2 separate regions of the Mus musculus genome follow, and region 2 is linked to region 1. A link is a contact called in public promoter capture Hi-C data. All regions are on one chromosome and are shown on one strand. The core of a region is the stretch at or near the end of the contact, and the rest is flanking DNA. Distances in the headings are between cores, read along the strand shown. Region 1 has its middle 14 kb from the start of Hectd2os. Region 2 holds the start of Ppp1r3c (protein phosphatase 1, regulatory subunit 3C).

Region 1 (7,815 bases), core at 3,869-6,368:
GTCCTCTTTGGCCCCCTCTGACTGACCAGGAGAGCCTCAGAGAGGAGAGGAGAGAGGAGACGCTGCTGGAATCTATCCGCTTCATCCTCCTTCACAGCAAGACTCAGCTCTATGGGAAGTCTGAGGGCGTGAGCTAAAGCAAGATATCAGATGAAGCATCAGAACTGGTCTGAACCAAACTCGAGTAACTGACAGTAGACTCCGAACTATTTTAAAGTGGTATGGGGATAGGGAAATGATTTGATAGAACAGTTGAGGACAGTGGCAAAAAAGCGATATAGTTGTGGATCAAGTACTGCTGGCCCTGTAGCTAGGATTTAGGTCATTACGACACCACCAGATCTTCCATTTCCATATCCGCTGCTGACTGTCCTGACAGAATCAGCCTTTCTCCTGTATGATCTCACTCCCATTCCACAGGAATCCTGAGGGGTCAGCACAGTCAAGGTGTTGTGAGATCGTGAGTCTATTGATTAGCCTTATGTAATCATTCCACAGTGTAAATTGTATTCCATAAATATATACACTTATTGTGTGTTGCTTAAAAGTTTAAAAAGGTAATACACACACACACACACACACATATGTATGTATGTATATATATATATATATGTGTGTGTGTGTGTGTGTGTGTGTATATATATATATATATATATATATATATATATATATATATATATATATATATATGAATGACAGGGCTGGCCTTGATCTCATAGAGATCTACCTGCATCTACCTCCTGAGTGCTGAGGATTAAAGACACGTTTACCATGCTGGGCCATATGTGATCTGTTTTATTTATTTTTGAGTGGTAATTGAACCATCTAATTGTAAAACTAAGAACTGGTAGGGTGTGGCTATAGGGCCCCCAGTGCCCCTCTCTGAGGATGAGACTGACAGGGGCTCACAGGACTTTGTAAGTGTGAGATGCCAGAGTCAGAGGAGATTACACATGGCAAAGGACTGTGCAAGCCGTGAAGGAAAGACAGGCATCAGCATTCGCTGGGACACGGTAAGAGTGAACAGCGGGCTGCTGGCAGCCCTGGCCTCACTGTTTATTTACAGAAAGGCCTTGAGGAACAGAGAAGGGGAGGAAACACAAAGAATGTATTTCTGTGAAGGTGTGTGGGGGAGAAGGGGGTGTGGTGGTGGTGCGGTGGTGGTGGCGCTAAGGGGGTAAATAGGTTCAACTTTTTTTTTTTTTCCTGGCTTCCATTTAACACATACTTCTATTTTCCTTGTCCCTTATCTTCTTTTCCCTTCTCTCCTAGCGATCTTGGTGCCACCTCCTTCTGCCGGTTCTGTCCCAGATAATTTCTCTGACCTTGAGCCATTGCGCTGGTTCTTCCGGGTATAGCCTCATCCCAGACAGAGCCAAGTCCTGGCGGAGGCCTCAACTGAAGAAATCCACAGTGAAAGCTTGTTCTTTTCAGAGAGGGAAGCAGGCTAAGGAGAAAGGAAGTGGTGTGTGTGTGTGTGTGTGTGTGTGTGTGTGTGTGTGTGTGTGAGAGAGAGAGAGAGAGAGAGAGAGAGAGAGAGAGAGAGAGAGAGACTGAGAGAGAGACCAATCCCCCTCCCCCAGTCCAGTTCCACTCCTTCAAAAGATCTCTTTGGACCCTTTCCTGGATGACCTCCAACCTTAATGAAACGGGAAAGCAGAGTGTTGGACTTGCTTCCTTGCCAACGAAAGAAGAGCACGCTGCAGTGTGTTTTAGATGCCTTTGGCAGGCATGGGCGGGTGGGGAGGGCAGGAGGGGACTTTAGAACTTGGCCCACAAAGGCTTTCTCCATGAACCTTGAAGGGGAATGCGTCAACCAGGCACTCTCAGGGTCTTAATGGACTCATTTGTACTTACAAGAATGGGCGGGGACCACTAAAGAAGTCTCAAACAAGACTTCTGCTCTGCTCACTGCTTATGTCCGGGAAAGCAGTGAGTAGAAACAGACAGAGGGGAACCCCACGTCGCTGCACGGGAGGAGCTACCTTAAAGTGAGCTGGTTAAAATGGTTCCTTGAGTGGGGACTTAAAGGACAGTGGGGGTGGGACAGATGGAGAGAAAAAGAGATGGTGCACACGGATCGTGTTCGCAAGAGCATGAGGAACACAGGAAGTAACAGTGACTGGAAAATCAAAGATTGAGGTTCATGAAGACCGGGTGTAGGGGGGGTGGGGTGGGGCACAGACTGACGGGAAGGCAGAAGCTGGAGAAAGTAGTCTCTTGTTTTCTAGATAAAAGGGAAACAGACTAAGTTTGTCTTTTCCTGTAAGCGATGTAAGGAGGGCAGATGATTGGATAGGTTATGTGGGAAACAAGGCAGCCCCGGGCCCCTGACTGGGCTGGCTGGGGGACCCCTCTTGAGACTCTTGACTGGGCTGGCTTGGCTGTCATTGACTAGTTAATGAAAAAATGGCTTGCAGCACGTGTAAACGACCCGTAGGACAGACCTGCATGCAAGCGTTCTCCGTCTCTCCTAGCCAACAGCGTCTATGGCTGTTTGCTTTTCAGTTGTTTGCTTTGTAGTTGGCAATGATGGCCAAGAATTGAAGGTCAGTGGGCATGCTTTTGATTTAGCTCACTGACTGAGTTTTGAATCTTCATGGGGAAACCCTGTTCCCAGAATTCCAATGGCCAACTTTCATTAGAGAAGACTCATGTATTATTAACTTACCCTTTTTAGTGGAACAATGAGAATTTCTGGATTATCGAAATGATGAAGGAAAAGTTGCAGTTTTGTTCATCTATTGTAAACAGACACCTTCCTTATAGACTTCCCAGCTCAGGTCCTACTTCCTATGTAAGTGATAACTTTCCCCACAATTCTCAAATCACAGTAGAGGCTTAGAAGGGTTGGTATGTGTCTAAAGAGTCAATGTGTATGCATTTATCCCTCCCTCCTCCCCTTTCATCCAGATCTGCCTCCCTTCAGTCTCTTAGACAAGCTTCCAGGAGGTAACAGCAAAACATAACAAAATAAAATATAATAAAACCCTTTCGTATTGAAGTTGGGCAGGTCAAACCAACAGAAGGAAAAGAGCCCAAGAGAAGGCACAAGAATCGGAGATCCACCTGTTCCCAAAAAAATCCCATAAAAGCACAAATGAGCAGCCCTAGTGTATATGCAGAGGACCAGGTGCAAGCCCTGTGTGTGCTGCCTCAGTCTCTGTGAGTTCATATGAGCTTTGCTCGGTTGATTCAGAGGACCACGGTCTGCTGGGGTCCTCCTTCCTCTCTGGATCTTTCCACCTCCGTTTCCACTGGGTCCCTGAGCTCTGAAGGGAGGGATTTGATGGAGACTTTCCATTTAGGGATGAGTGTTCCAAGGTCTCTCACTCTCTGTGTAATGCCTGATTCTGGATCTCTGCATTTGTTCCTGTCTGCTGTAGGAGGAAACTTCTCTGAAGATGGCTGAATAAGGAATTGATATACGAGTGTAGCAGAATATCAATGGGAATCATATTATCAGTACATTTTTCTTCCTCTCTCTCTTTCTTTTCTTTTCTTTTCCTTTTTTTTTTTTTTTTTTAGAACAGTTGTATTTGTTTTTCCCTGGGTCTTTGGACTATCTAGTCTCTGGTGGTCACCTAACCAGTGTTGTAAATGGCTTCCATCTCATAGACTTTAAGTCAAATCAGACATTGCTTAGTCCCACAAGCTTTGTGCCCCCATTGCTCTAGCATTCCTTGCAGGCAGGACACCATTGTAGATCAAAGCGTTGTGGCTGGCTTAGTTTTTGTTTCTCTTTTGGTATCATGAAGAGTATTTTCATGTACCAAAGACGCTAGAGCATAGAATCCCAGTGCTCTTATGATAAGATGGGAGACAGAGACAGGATACTTCCCATGGCTTACATGGCTAGAGAGCATGTCACAGGCCCAGAAAAACAGTAAAGGAATCCTGTCTTGAGCAAGGTGGAAAGGTTAGGGTTAGGGTTAGGGTTAGGGTTAGGGTTAGGGTTAGGGTTAGGGTTAAGGTTAGGGTTCAGGTTAGGGTTGTTCTCTGACCATCACTTGCTTGCTGGGCCACTTTCATACCCACACTCATGACTACCCCCCCCCATGCCTATTTTACAACCACATACCCACCCAAGCCTTCTGACACACAAATATAAAAATAAAACAAATACAAGAAAAACCATCAGAAATCAGGCTGGAGAGAGAGCTCCATCAGTGATGTGCTCTCCTTGCAAGCGTGAAGACCTGAGTTCAGCCCCCAGAAACCGTGTAAAAAACACTTGGGCACTGTGGTCTGCACTTGTAGTCCCAGCATTGTGTCGATGGTGATAGGCAGTTCCCTGGGGCTCACTGGCCAGCAGGCCTAGCCTAATGGATCAAGGATAGGATGGCGAACATGAAGAATTTGGTACTTGAATTTGGTCTCGGCATGCATGAGCACCCTACCTCCAGCAAAACAACACAGAACAAAACAGAACCTCAAGAAGCCTAGTCATTTGTCACTATTGACTCTCCGAATAACACATGGGGCCATTCTGCTTGACAGAGTCACCTAGGAGCACAGTGCTAGTCTTAAATTTTGATGAGAAGCTGATGTTGAGTTTTAGATTTTTTTTTTTAAGGGAGATCAAGAAGGATATAGATTTTTTTCCCCAAAATAGTCCCCACCGAGGCAAAAGAGCAAAAATGCCTTCAAGAACCAGCACATATTGTTAGTTTGTGAGGTGGGCCATGCCTGTGTAGTAGCAGGGTGGTATATCTAAAGACAGGGAAATTCAATCTTTAAAAGGCCACCAGTGTCACTGTGCACACGAGTCTCTGGTGAATCCCGTAGCAGGCTGTCATCTTGAGGTCCTGATGGAAATGGTTGGATTTAGATTTCAGAGCCAGAAGACTATAGGAAAAACCCAGACTGGTGCCAAGTTCATTCCCTACAGGCAGATAACCTGAACCACACTAAATTCAGAGAAGATGCCAGCCTGTTACTGTCTTTAATTCGCAAGACCAGGAAGCAGAAATTTGAGTCAAGGAACAAACAAGTGATTTCTCTCAAGAGGCCTCTCAGACTTAGCAGGGATGCTGTCAATCATCATTGGAAGGGCTCTCTGATTTCCTAAAGTGGGCAAGCAGAACTCCGATATCTCAAAGGGCAACTGTAACTGTGGTTGTTCTTTGGCCAGAAATCCTGCTCCCTAGAGTCAAGCCCTCTTGACTTTGTGTCGGCCCACAGCCTACACTGGAATCCTTCAGCTTGCTCTTGTTTGGGGTTGATCTGAATTGAGTTGCTCTCAGAAGATCCTCTGCTGTATTTGGGAATTCGTGAAACCTCCGCCAGGAAGACACACAGCCACATTTGTGATTCTCCCAAAGCTCTGCTCCTGCTGGACTTCAAGTCTGTTTGTTTTCACAGAAGCCAATCTGGGTGTGCTAGGGTCTGATAACATCTTTCTGTAAGAGACAGCCACGTTCTGAAGTCTCACTTGTATTTAGAAATCCTTGGCAGTCGTGGAAGTATTTATATTTGGGGCTAAAAAGATCAGCCGAGACTTGGTAAACAAACAGATGGACATGAAACTGGAAGCTAAGAGAAGAATTGCAGCTTTGACAAATCACAGCCCGATTTGGAAAGGAGATGTCTTAATTTAAATACCTTGGAATAAAGGCTCTGCAGTGGGTCTCTGGGCAAACCACTGGAGGTAGCAGAGGTAGCACTGTGTGCTGCAGTGGATCCTGTCTCAGACCACTAAATTAATCTTTCATCAAAACAGCTCCCAGATTCTGAAAGAGGGTTTTCATTTTAAAAAGAGAACTTGCTTGCAGAACCTGGTTGCATCTCTTACATAATTCAGGAGCATTTTCCCCATTGGGCCAACATTCCTGGTGTTTCAGTTTACCACCCACAGCCTTAACCATCGTAGCTAGACTGATCTAGATTCCTGGAGAAGCCACAGGATTATTGGAAAGCGTCCATATTTTTCATTTACATCCACCATCTTTCTTATCCTTCTGACTTCTGCTTCAGGGAGTGCGACCCTGTAGGAGTCTGTCAGCAACATTAGGATTACAAATAGCTGTCTGTCTGTGCTGGTTTGGCTTCCAGTTAGAAATGAATTGAGATGAATAAATCCAGGATCTGCAGGCTTTTTTGTCTGTTTGTCCTTAGTTAATCAAGGAGAGGGGTGGTTTTCTGCTTCAAATGGTCTTCTGACTCTGGTGTGAGTGGAGCGGTAGGTGGTCATGCCTGAGACCGGTAGGTGGTCTCCTCTGTGCATATCCCTAACAGTCTCCGAGTGTGAGTGCTGGCTTTGTGCCAGACCCTGGGCTAGACCCTAAAGGTTCCCAAGTGCCTAGAGCCAGGCACAAATCCTGCCTTGGTGTGAGTGCAACTGGTTCATCATGCGCTAGCCTTGGGTATCATGAGGAAAACCCACTGGTACAGGGGAGTTCTGCAGGGAAGCCCACCATAGCTCAGGGGGATTGGCAGGCTGAGATCTGAAGATAATGTACACAAGGAAGAGTCAGGTAGCCAGGTGAAAAGGTGGGTAGGTTGAGTAGGTTCCGAGGAGAGTGAGGATCATGCTTGCGTGTGAAGTCCCATCTGCTCACCCTAGGAAAGTATTTCAGTTTTATAAGCCTACAAATTCCAACAGTCCTCCAGGGCCGTTTCCAAAGCTCCTTTCTGAAGTTTTCCTCCAGCCGGAACGTCCCCCTGTCCTGTGAGAACTTGTTTTATACAATAGATATAACATTATAAACTTTGTGCTTCAGAGAGACTGAATATGATTATACAGACAGGATGTCTTGAGTTTAAATCCTGACTCAACGATCTGTTGGCTGTGTGACCTTGTGAAAATTGCTCATCATCTCTGAACTTCAGCTTTGTCAGTTGTAGAATGAAGATAAGAAAAGCGTCTTCCTCGTGGATTTTATGGGAGGGGATTTCACGGGAGGGTCTGATAGTTAGCAGGTAGCCTGTCCATTCCAGTGCCTGCTACAGAGCAAGCCCTTACTACTGTTTTACCATGTACAACTATCGATGTAACCCTATCAGCTAGTTCTTTTTTTTTTTAAAGATCTATTTATTTATTTTATGTGTATGAGTACACACTGTAGCTGTACAGATAGTTGTGAACCTTCATCTGGTTGTTGAGAATTGAATTTAGGACCTCTGCTCACTCCAGCCCAAAGGTTTATTTGTTATTACAAGTAAGTACACTGTAGCTGTCTTCAGACCAAATGGTTGCTCTCTCCCACCCTGGTCTTAAGACACCCTGCGGTCTTAAGACACTCCAGAAGGGAGGGAGTCAGATCTTGTTAAGGATGGTTGTGAGCCACCATGTAGTTGCTGGGATTTCAACTCAGGACCTTCAGAAGAGCAGTCAGTGCTCTTACCCGCTGAGCCACCTCACCAGCCCCCTATGAGCTAGTTCTAAACACGTCTATCTTCTTATTGGTTTTGCCCATGTACTCAGTGTTGGCTAGGCTCCATTCAGGAAGCTAACCTAAATGATTTAGTTTAGCAATTGTTCTGGAAGATAGGGCAGCCTTCAGTGTCAGTGTTGCTGTATGTATTTAAGTGTCTAGGAATTCTATGAAGGCACAGTTCCAGCTCAGCTGATGGGAGGTGAGACTCAAACCTCTGTGTTAACATGGAGTACCAGGGTGATTTCCATGCAGTTGCTTCATCCTGAGGAGTGAGGGGCCACACCATCTCTTTGCTCTTTTGGGACTACTTAGACTCTGTTGAGCGAGCCTGTGTCTTAGGGTTTCATTGCTGTGAAGGGACACTACGACCATGGCAACTCTTATAGGACAACATTTAAGTGGGGCTAGCTTACAGGTTCAGAGGTTCAATCCATTA
Region 2 (7,815 bases), core at 3,371-5,870, 34 kb before region 1:
CATACACACAGTCATAGACACAGAGTCATACACACAGTCACACACACACAGACAGTTACACACATAGTCACACACAGTCATACATAGTCACACTCATATGCACACGTGTACATGTATACTCATGCTCACATATGTGCACTCACATATACACACATGGACTCACTCACTTGTAGTGACATTTAAATGTTGTAGTGACATTTAAACGTCCTTCAGCATGATTCAGCTGTTACTTTTCAGGCCCCCTGTAACTCAACACTTTTATCCACCTTCAGCCTTCCGTGACTACAGAGACACCATCAAGAAGAGTAAATGACCCCTTTTGTAATGGTCATTCCTGGTTGTCAACTTGATTATATCTGGAATGAACTACAGTCCAGAATCGGAGGGCTCACCTGCGAGATCTCTGAGTCAACCTGGGACAAAGCAAGTCCCAGGTCAAGATGTGGTGGTACACGTCTGGGCCACATCTTCTGCTGGAGGCCTACATAAGGACATTGGAAGAAGGAAGACTCACTCTTATTCACCTGCTTGCTCTTACTTGCCAGGACATCTGTTGGAACCTACTTACTCAGGATTCCAGCCTCTACAGAAGACCAGCTGAAACAACTAGCCTCGTGGGACTGAGCAACTACTAGATTCTTGGACTTCCCGTCCACAGCTGCCCATTGTTGGGGAGTTGTCCTGCAGCACATCTGTTGGAACATCTGTGGGAAATGTTCGTGGGACATTTACATCTACATGTATACTCTTACACACGTGCACAAACGTGAACATGTACACACACATACATATCACACACATGTGTGAAAATGCTTATGTACACAGGAAGAAAGAAAGTAACAAAGAAAGAAAGAAAAAGAAAATGAGTTGGTAACTGGGGGACCCCAGGGTGAATTTCCCACAAAAGGAGTCCAGCCTCCAGGTGAGATACTGAGCAAATGCTTGGACAACCCCACTGTGTAAACCACACAGCCAGCAGCCCCTCATCTGTGGGGTACTTTTTGAGCCTAAAATAAAAGAAATATCTAGAATAGTCTCAAGGGTAAAGGGCTATGGCTTATGACTCCAGGTAACCTCAAGCATGATGCTGGACACCATGCACCAATTAACGAGCCCTGGTTGATAGATTTATTATGGGAAGACGAGTAAGACAAAGCAACGTTTGAGTGCTGCCAAGCCACACTTGGATAGAGCCCACAAACAATAAAATTCTTCATAACTTCTGGTTTAGTCCATCTTCATTGACGCAACACCCAAGGAAAAAACACTGATTCCTTTCCAGTACCTTCAATCCTGTAATGAAAGGCAGTAAAAACCAGCTAGGAGCCTGAAGGAGAGGCTTGGACTATTAAGCTTACAGGTTACCTTGACTTCTTGTAGGAAAGAATACTGTTTTCTGTTTAAAAAGTCCTCTTGAAGTTGAAATAGAAATCTGTTTTGGCAGCATTAATCAACACCAGGGGGCAGGAGCGTAAGCAGAGTCAATACAGCTTTTCTAGGACGGTGGTGGGGCTGGGATGGGGAGGGGTGGGGGCAGCCTGAGAACATTTAAAAAGCTTCCAACGTGGTTCTTGGCACCCAGCTAAGAGTCTCTCTGAATTACTTGAATCTGAAAGCTTGAAAACCTTTTCAAATTTATTTGTTAATTACAGAAGCCTTCTGTGTTCATTGTGTGTGTGTGTGTGTGTGTGGAACCCAAAAAACCAAACCAAAACGAACCAAAACAACAACAACAACAATCTCCAAAAACCACGAAGAAGCAAAACAAAAACATTTTACCACGAGTACTGTCACCATCCCCTAGTAAGCACTAACATTTTGGTGAAGAATATTCTAGAGCCTGTCCCTGCATATCTTTCCCTCCTAAGTAGAATCAAACTGCATTGTTCTTACAGTGTGCTGTTTCATAGCTTTAGCTGGTAATAGTCACCCTTTATCTCAGCATATACGGTTTGCGTAGAGAAAAGGCCTATCCAAGATTCTAGTTTTGGCTCTGACCTAACCAGCCCTTGGCTACCAGCTCTGCTTCCTCCTCGGGGTTTAGATTTATCAACTGTGAAACACAAAGTGTTTGAAGCCAACAATACACAAGGCGCCTCCTGTCTTTATCCTTGTAACTGACCATTAATGAAAGGAAGCCAGAATGGGGCAGACGGCAGTTATCCTGCATGCAGGTTCTGATCCCAGAGAGCCACAACTCTACTTGGAAGGTCCCGGCCAGGTTTCTTGATCTCCTAATGGTTTTCCTTTATCTAAGATGGTATTTATGACAGGCAGTTCCATGTAGGATGCTGTAAGTATTTAACAGATGACATGGTGCGCATGCTTGGCCCATGATAAGACTCAATGAGCCATGCATGGTGGTGACTGCTGCTTCTCTCAGGTACTAACTTTGCTGAGGTGAGAGTAGAAATGAGCACAGGAGGATCGAGTATTGAACTGAGCTCTAACGTGGGATGTTGCTGATACACACAAGTTTATTCCTCAAAGCAAATTTACCATCTCCATATTGCACAACAGGAATCTGAGGCTAGAACTTGCCTGGGTTCAGGTGAGGATTAAAACCCTAAACATTGGCCTTTCACGTGGTCTTGGCCATCTTGAGAGGGGCGTTAGTTCTGCTGTTGGTCAGGTGCTTTATTCAGAAGTAAAGCCCAAGAGAGAGAGAGGGAGAGAGAGGGATGGTCCAGCGGCTAAGAGCACTTGTTACCCTTGGTAGAGGACCAGGGTTTGGTTCCCAGCACCCACGTGGTGGCTTACAACCAATGACAGGGTATCCAGTGCCCACCTCTGACCTCTGAGGGCACTACATGTATGTGGTATGCATACATACAGAGGGGTAAAAAACACTCATATGTCTAATATAAAAATAAATCTTTAAAAAGTCCAATTATCAAGTTTCTTCCTCTGTGATGTTCAGTAGACGTTTCTTTAAAAAAATATTTATTTTAGTTTTACTTTGTGTTGGTTATGTGCACATGTGTGCAGGTCCTGCAAAAGCCAGAGGAGGGCGGTAGAGCCCCTGAAGCTGGAGTTCCAGGCTGTGTATGAGCGCCTGAGCTGGGTGGTACGACCTGCTCTCTGGTCTGTGGAAAGAAGAGCAAGGGACTCCTACCCTCTGAGCCGTTCTCCAGCCCCATAGCATGGTTCTTATTCTTTACTCCATTGTAACAATTCTTGAGTCTGACAGTTACATGACAGAGGAATTTTTTGCACATTCTAATTGGCTTCTAGATAGCCAAGCAGAGCTAGGTCATGGACTTTGTAAAAATAATCAGTATTCATACGCATAGAACAACAAGTAGGGGGAAAAAGGGCCATGAATTTGAAAGAGACCAAGGAACGTAGGAATGTTCGGAGGGAGGAAAGGAAAGGGGGAAGAACAAAAAACAAAAGAAGAAAACAATTTTATATTTGATTAACAGATATGCCTCCCCCCGCCCCTGCGCGTGCGCGCGCCTTGCTCTCTCTCCCCCCAACAGGGTTTCTCTGTGTAACTACTGAAACTCATCCTGTAGATCAGGCTGGCTTCGAACTCACAGAGATCCTCCAGACTCTTGCCTTCAGAGTGCTGGGATTAAAGGCATGCACCACCACACCCGGTCGAACTTTTTAGTTTTTAAAAGTCCAATTATCAAGTTTTTTCCTCTGTGATGTTCAGTAGACGTTTCTTTAAAAAATATTTATTTTAGTTTTGCTTTGTGTTGGTTATGTGCACAGAAGAAAAGAAAGAAATCTCAGCGAAAGCCGCTGGGTGGGTAGGGCATGAAATCAACTGTGATTTTGACCTCTGCCTAAGGATGTCATAACTCAGTCTAGGGATTTGGGCTGTCTGCTGCAATTGGTGACAATGAGCAAGGACAGTAACTTCATGTTGGCCTATAGTTCTCTCTCCCAAGCAGAGAACTGAATAGGTCAGCACATAGTCTCCATTTGCTTATTCAGAGGCAGAGTCTCGCTAGGCTGTACAGACTGGCCCTCTCTGCCTCTGTCTTCAGAGGGAAACACACACACACACACACACACACACACACACACACACGGCCACTTCGTTTCATGGGCTCACGTGTTTTCTTAACATTTGAGTGGCTGTGTGACTTTATTTGTGGAGGAAGAAGAGCCAGCCAACTTCTCTTTGCTTGGGCCAAGGTGCTTGGACACAAAGCAAGGAGCATCACAAGCATTTCAAATAACACAGACACCGGGCGGAGCCACAACTTTCTGAGCTCAGATTCAACTCTGCACAGACCTACGCGTTTCCATAGAAGACCCCGCCAGGCTCGCACAAGCTGCAGAAGGCCAGCTGCGAGCCGTGAGCTACGTGCTGCACGCCAGGCTCCGGGAACACGGCTGGATCCCGCTGGCCCAGGGCTCAGGGACTCTACGGCCGCCTTCCAGCACGCTCTGGTCACATCCAGCCCCGCGGTGATCACGTTCCAGGGGCAGGGGCTCGTGCCCCAGCTGCACAGTGGTTGGTCAGGGCGCACGGCCTTTGATTGGTCGGAGGGACCGGTTCACGTGATCTGGCTTTGATAAGCTGCCTCCCGGTTGCCTGCGGTCAGTCGGCCGGCTGGACCGCGGCGCTGCATCCTCTTAAGTACTGAGTGCGAAGTTGCTCAGGGTGCGGTTGTCGCGGTCGCCGCTGCCTCTCGGTCCAATGAGCTGCACCAGGTAGGTTCAGTGCAACTCTGCGCCCGAATGGAGGGGAGCCTGCAGCTGCGGGGACTTTGGGGGCTTTTGTGGTTTTGTCTTCTCTGCAGATGGGAGACTCCCAGGTTGATGGCTGAGTTGAATCGTCCCGGAGGCTTTGAAGGGATGGAATTTGAGTTGTATTTCTTAGCGCCTGTTTTGGGAATCTACATCTCACAGTAGAAACTGCCTTAGTGAGTCAGTTTTAGCTGGGATTCCTTTGCTGAAGTGACTCTGTTGCCTTTGAGCTCAAAGACCCAAACACTTGGGTGCAGCTTAGTTTTATTGATGAGGTAGTTTAGCCTGTGGCAAAAGGTAGAGGATTTTGCATTTCTTCTTTCCCCACTTCCCCTCTCCTGGTTTGTCATAGAAAATGCAGTCTTAGAGTTTGAGCAAGCTATTATTTTTAACTCTTGGCCAGGACTTAGAATTCCAGGGAAATAGCCCACTACTAAAACTTTCTATAAATGCAGGAGTAAAAAAGGAAAAAAACCAAAAAAACTAAAACAAAAAGAAAAACAAGAACAGCTCAACCAATAAAAAACGAACAACAGCTCCATCAACCAGGCAACCAAGACCATCTCACGAAATGTTGCATCTCCAGTTGTAACTTAGTCCAAGAATTCTCCCTCCCCAAATCCTGCCTCTTAATGGTTGTGAGACAAATAGACTTTGAGGTTTTGTTGCTGGAAGTTTGTAATCCTCTCAGAAAAACCCTAGAGCTATTAAAGTGAGTTCAGTATACATTCTTTACAGGCCACTTTGTGATGATGACCATATACAGGGTGCTGTGCTTAGCACTGGTATGAAGAGAATTCTTCAAGCCAGACTATATTTATGATCAAAATATGTTATATACATATATAAACTGTTAAAGAATAAATAATTAATAAAGCCCCAGACTCCAAAATGGCACCTACTGTATTTCATGTTTCTTTGATTTATAAGGCTGACATTGGAGAGGAAAAACCTAATTCTGTAAGTGTGGAATTATAGTGTGGTTCAAGGGAAAGAAAGGCCAGAAAAGTCTTGATGGATGGTTCTTTGTTTGATGCAAACTATTGTTATTGCCTTCCTACTTGTAAATAGGACCTGCTCAACAACAGGAAACATCATAGAAGCCCAAACCAGTAGATGCTATAATTCCATCAGTCAAAGATAATGAACATCTTAGTGTTTTCCTTTGTAGTTTTCAGTATTTATAAATTCATATATCTTCAGTGTATTTTAAAACAGCTCATTTTCTGGTTATCAGTTTTTAAAACTACTTTATGTTGTGTATATATAATGTACACTGCAGGCTACAAGACAGAGCTATAGTAAAGTGGTTATTACTGGTCAGAATGAACAAGTCTGTTATCCCTGCAGGTAGCTATTCCCTTTATAGTTGGACCTGTCATGGGCATCTTTCTATATGAACTGTAGATTGTTTAAAGTTTTTCCTTTAGTCTGTGAGATGTTGGCTGGTGTTGCAGTTGGTCATTTGTGAAAAAATGAGGATGACTGTGATAAAATGAAAAAGTCATTCTTTCTTTTAACAAGCGTCACCTACTGTCACTCTAAGGACAGCATGACATTTTAAGAATTGCTTCATTTATTGTTTCCCAAGTGGATTACTTCTCCTGAGAAGTAAAACCGGTTCGAGAGCCAAAATAGGAAACAGCAGCCAGAGGGAGCGAGAGGCTGGGACTGTGATAATGGAAGAAGCTGTCTGGCCAATGGACTCTTTTGGGGGAAGCTTTAAGAACATATTTACCTTTCTGGCTCCATGCCATGAAGCTCTACTGTAGTGGTTTTAAGTCCCCGGAATCTGAATTTTTTTTTTCTAAAGGAAAGAAACTTCTCAGGTCTTGTTGATCTGACAGGTTTAAGAACCACTGGCCCAGAACAGAGTACATAATTCCAAGAGCTGTGTCAGACTTGTTCAGATAGAGCCCTCTTGTTTCTCAGATGGAGAAACTGAATCCTCTCTGAGTGTTTCAGGCAGTTTACACATGGGCCCAGCAGCCTGCCAAGCACAGAGCTAGACTGTAGATCTCATCACCCCAGTGCTCTCCTTTTCTCCACGTGATAGCACCTCTCTGCACTGGAGTACTAGTGTGTGTGCATTTGGGACCAGGGGAAGACGACTCCAGACCTCGGTGATTACCACTGTTTTTTTTTTTTTTTTCTCATTCCAGAATGATCCATGTGCTAGATCCACGTCCTTTGACAAGTTCCGTCATGCCCGTGGACATGGCCATGAGGATTTGCTTGGCTCATTCACCACCTCTGAAGAGTTTCCTGGGTCCTTACAATGGTTTTCAACGAAGAAATTTTGTGAATAAATTGAAACCTTTGAAACCATGTCTCAGTGTCAAGCAGGAAGCCAAATCGCAGAGTGAGTGGAAGAGCCCACACAACCAAGCCAAGAAGCGGGTCGTGTTTGCGGACTCCAAGGGGCTGTCACTCACTGCTATCCATGTCTTCTCCGACCTTCCAGAAGAACCAGCGTGGGACCTGCAGTTTGATCTCTTGGACCTTAACGATATCTCCTCCAGCTTAAAACTTCACGAGGAGAAAAATTTGGTTTTTGATTTTCCCCAGCCCTCAACCGACTACTTAAGTTTCCGGGACCGCTTTCAGAAGAACTTTGTCTGCCTCGAGAACTGCTCTTTGCAAGATCGGACGGTGACCGGGACAGTGAAAGTGAAGAATGTGAGCTTTGAGAAGAAGGTTCAGGTCCGGATCACCTTTGACACCTGGAAAACCTACACAGATGTGGACTGTGTCTACATGAAGAATGTTTACAGCAGCTCAGACAGCGACACCTTCTCCTTTGCCATCGACTTGCCCCGTGTCATTCCAACTGAGGAGAAAATTGAGTTCTGCATTTCTTATCACGCTAATGGGAGGATCTTCTGGGACAACAATGAGGGTCAGAATTACAGAATTGTCCATGTGCAATGGAAACCTGACGGAGTGCAGACTCAGGTGGCACCCAAAGACTGTGCATTCCAACAGGGGCCCCCTAAGACTGAGATAGAGCCCACAGTCTTTGGCAGTCCAAGGCTTGCTAGCGGCCTCTTCCCAGAGTGGCAGAGCTGGGGGAGAGTGGAGAACTTGACCTCCTATCGATGAGTTAGG

The links. Promoter capture Hi-C pulls out the DNA fragments that hold promoters and counts their contacts.
Region 2: a contact with region 1 is called in a promoter capture Hi-C map of 3T3-L1-derived adipocytes, with 4 times the contacts expected there. A contact is called at or near these places in 11 of 39 promoter capture datasets (the 3T3-L1 cell line, 3T3-L1-derived adipocytes, cranial neural crest and 6 more), 16 of 484 Hi-C or Micro-C datasets (the HL-1 cell line, Sertoli cells, brown adipocytes and 6 more), 8 of 130 datasets of targeted methods (astrocytes, embryonic stem cells, heart atrium and 4 more) and 1 of 9 other capture datasets (adipose tissue).

Annotation. Positions count from the first base shown.
Region 1 is chr19:36,699,619-36,707,433 of GRCm38.p6, reverse strand. No RefSeq gene overlaps it. Among named protein-coding and RNA genes, the nearest start is that of Hectd2os, 14 kb to the right of the region's middle.
Region 2 is chr19:36,733,409-36,741,223 of GRCm38.p6, reverse strand. Ppp1r3c (protein phosphatase 1, regulatory subunit 3C) reads left to right here and starts at 4,620. Exons shown (of 2, transcript NM_016854.2): 1 at 4,620-4,671; 2 at 6,870-7,815. The coding sequence starts at 4,658. The coding sequence ends at 7,809.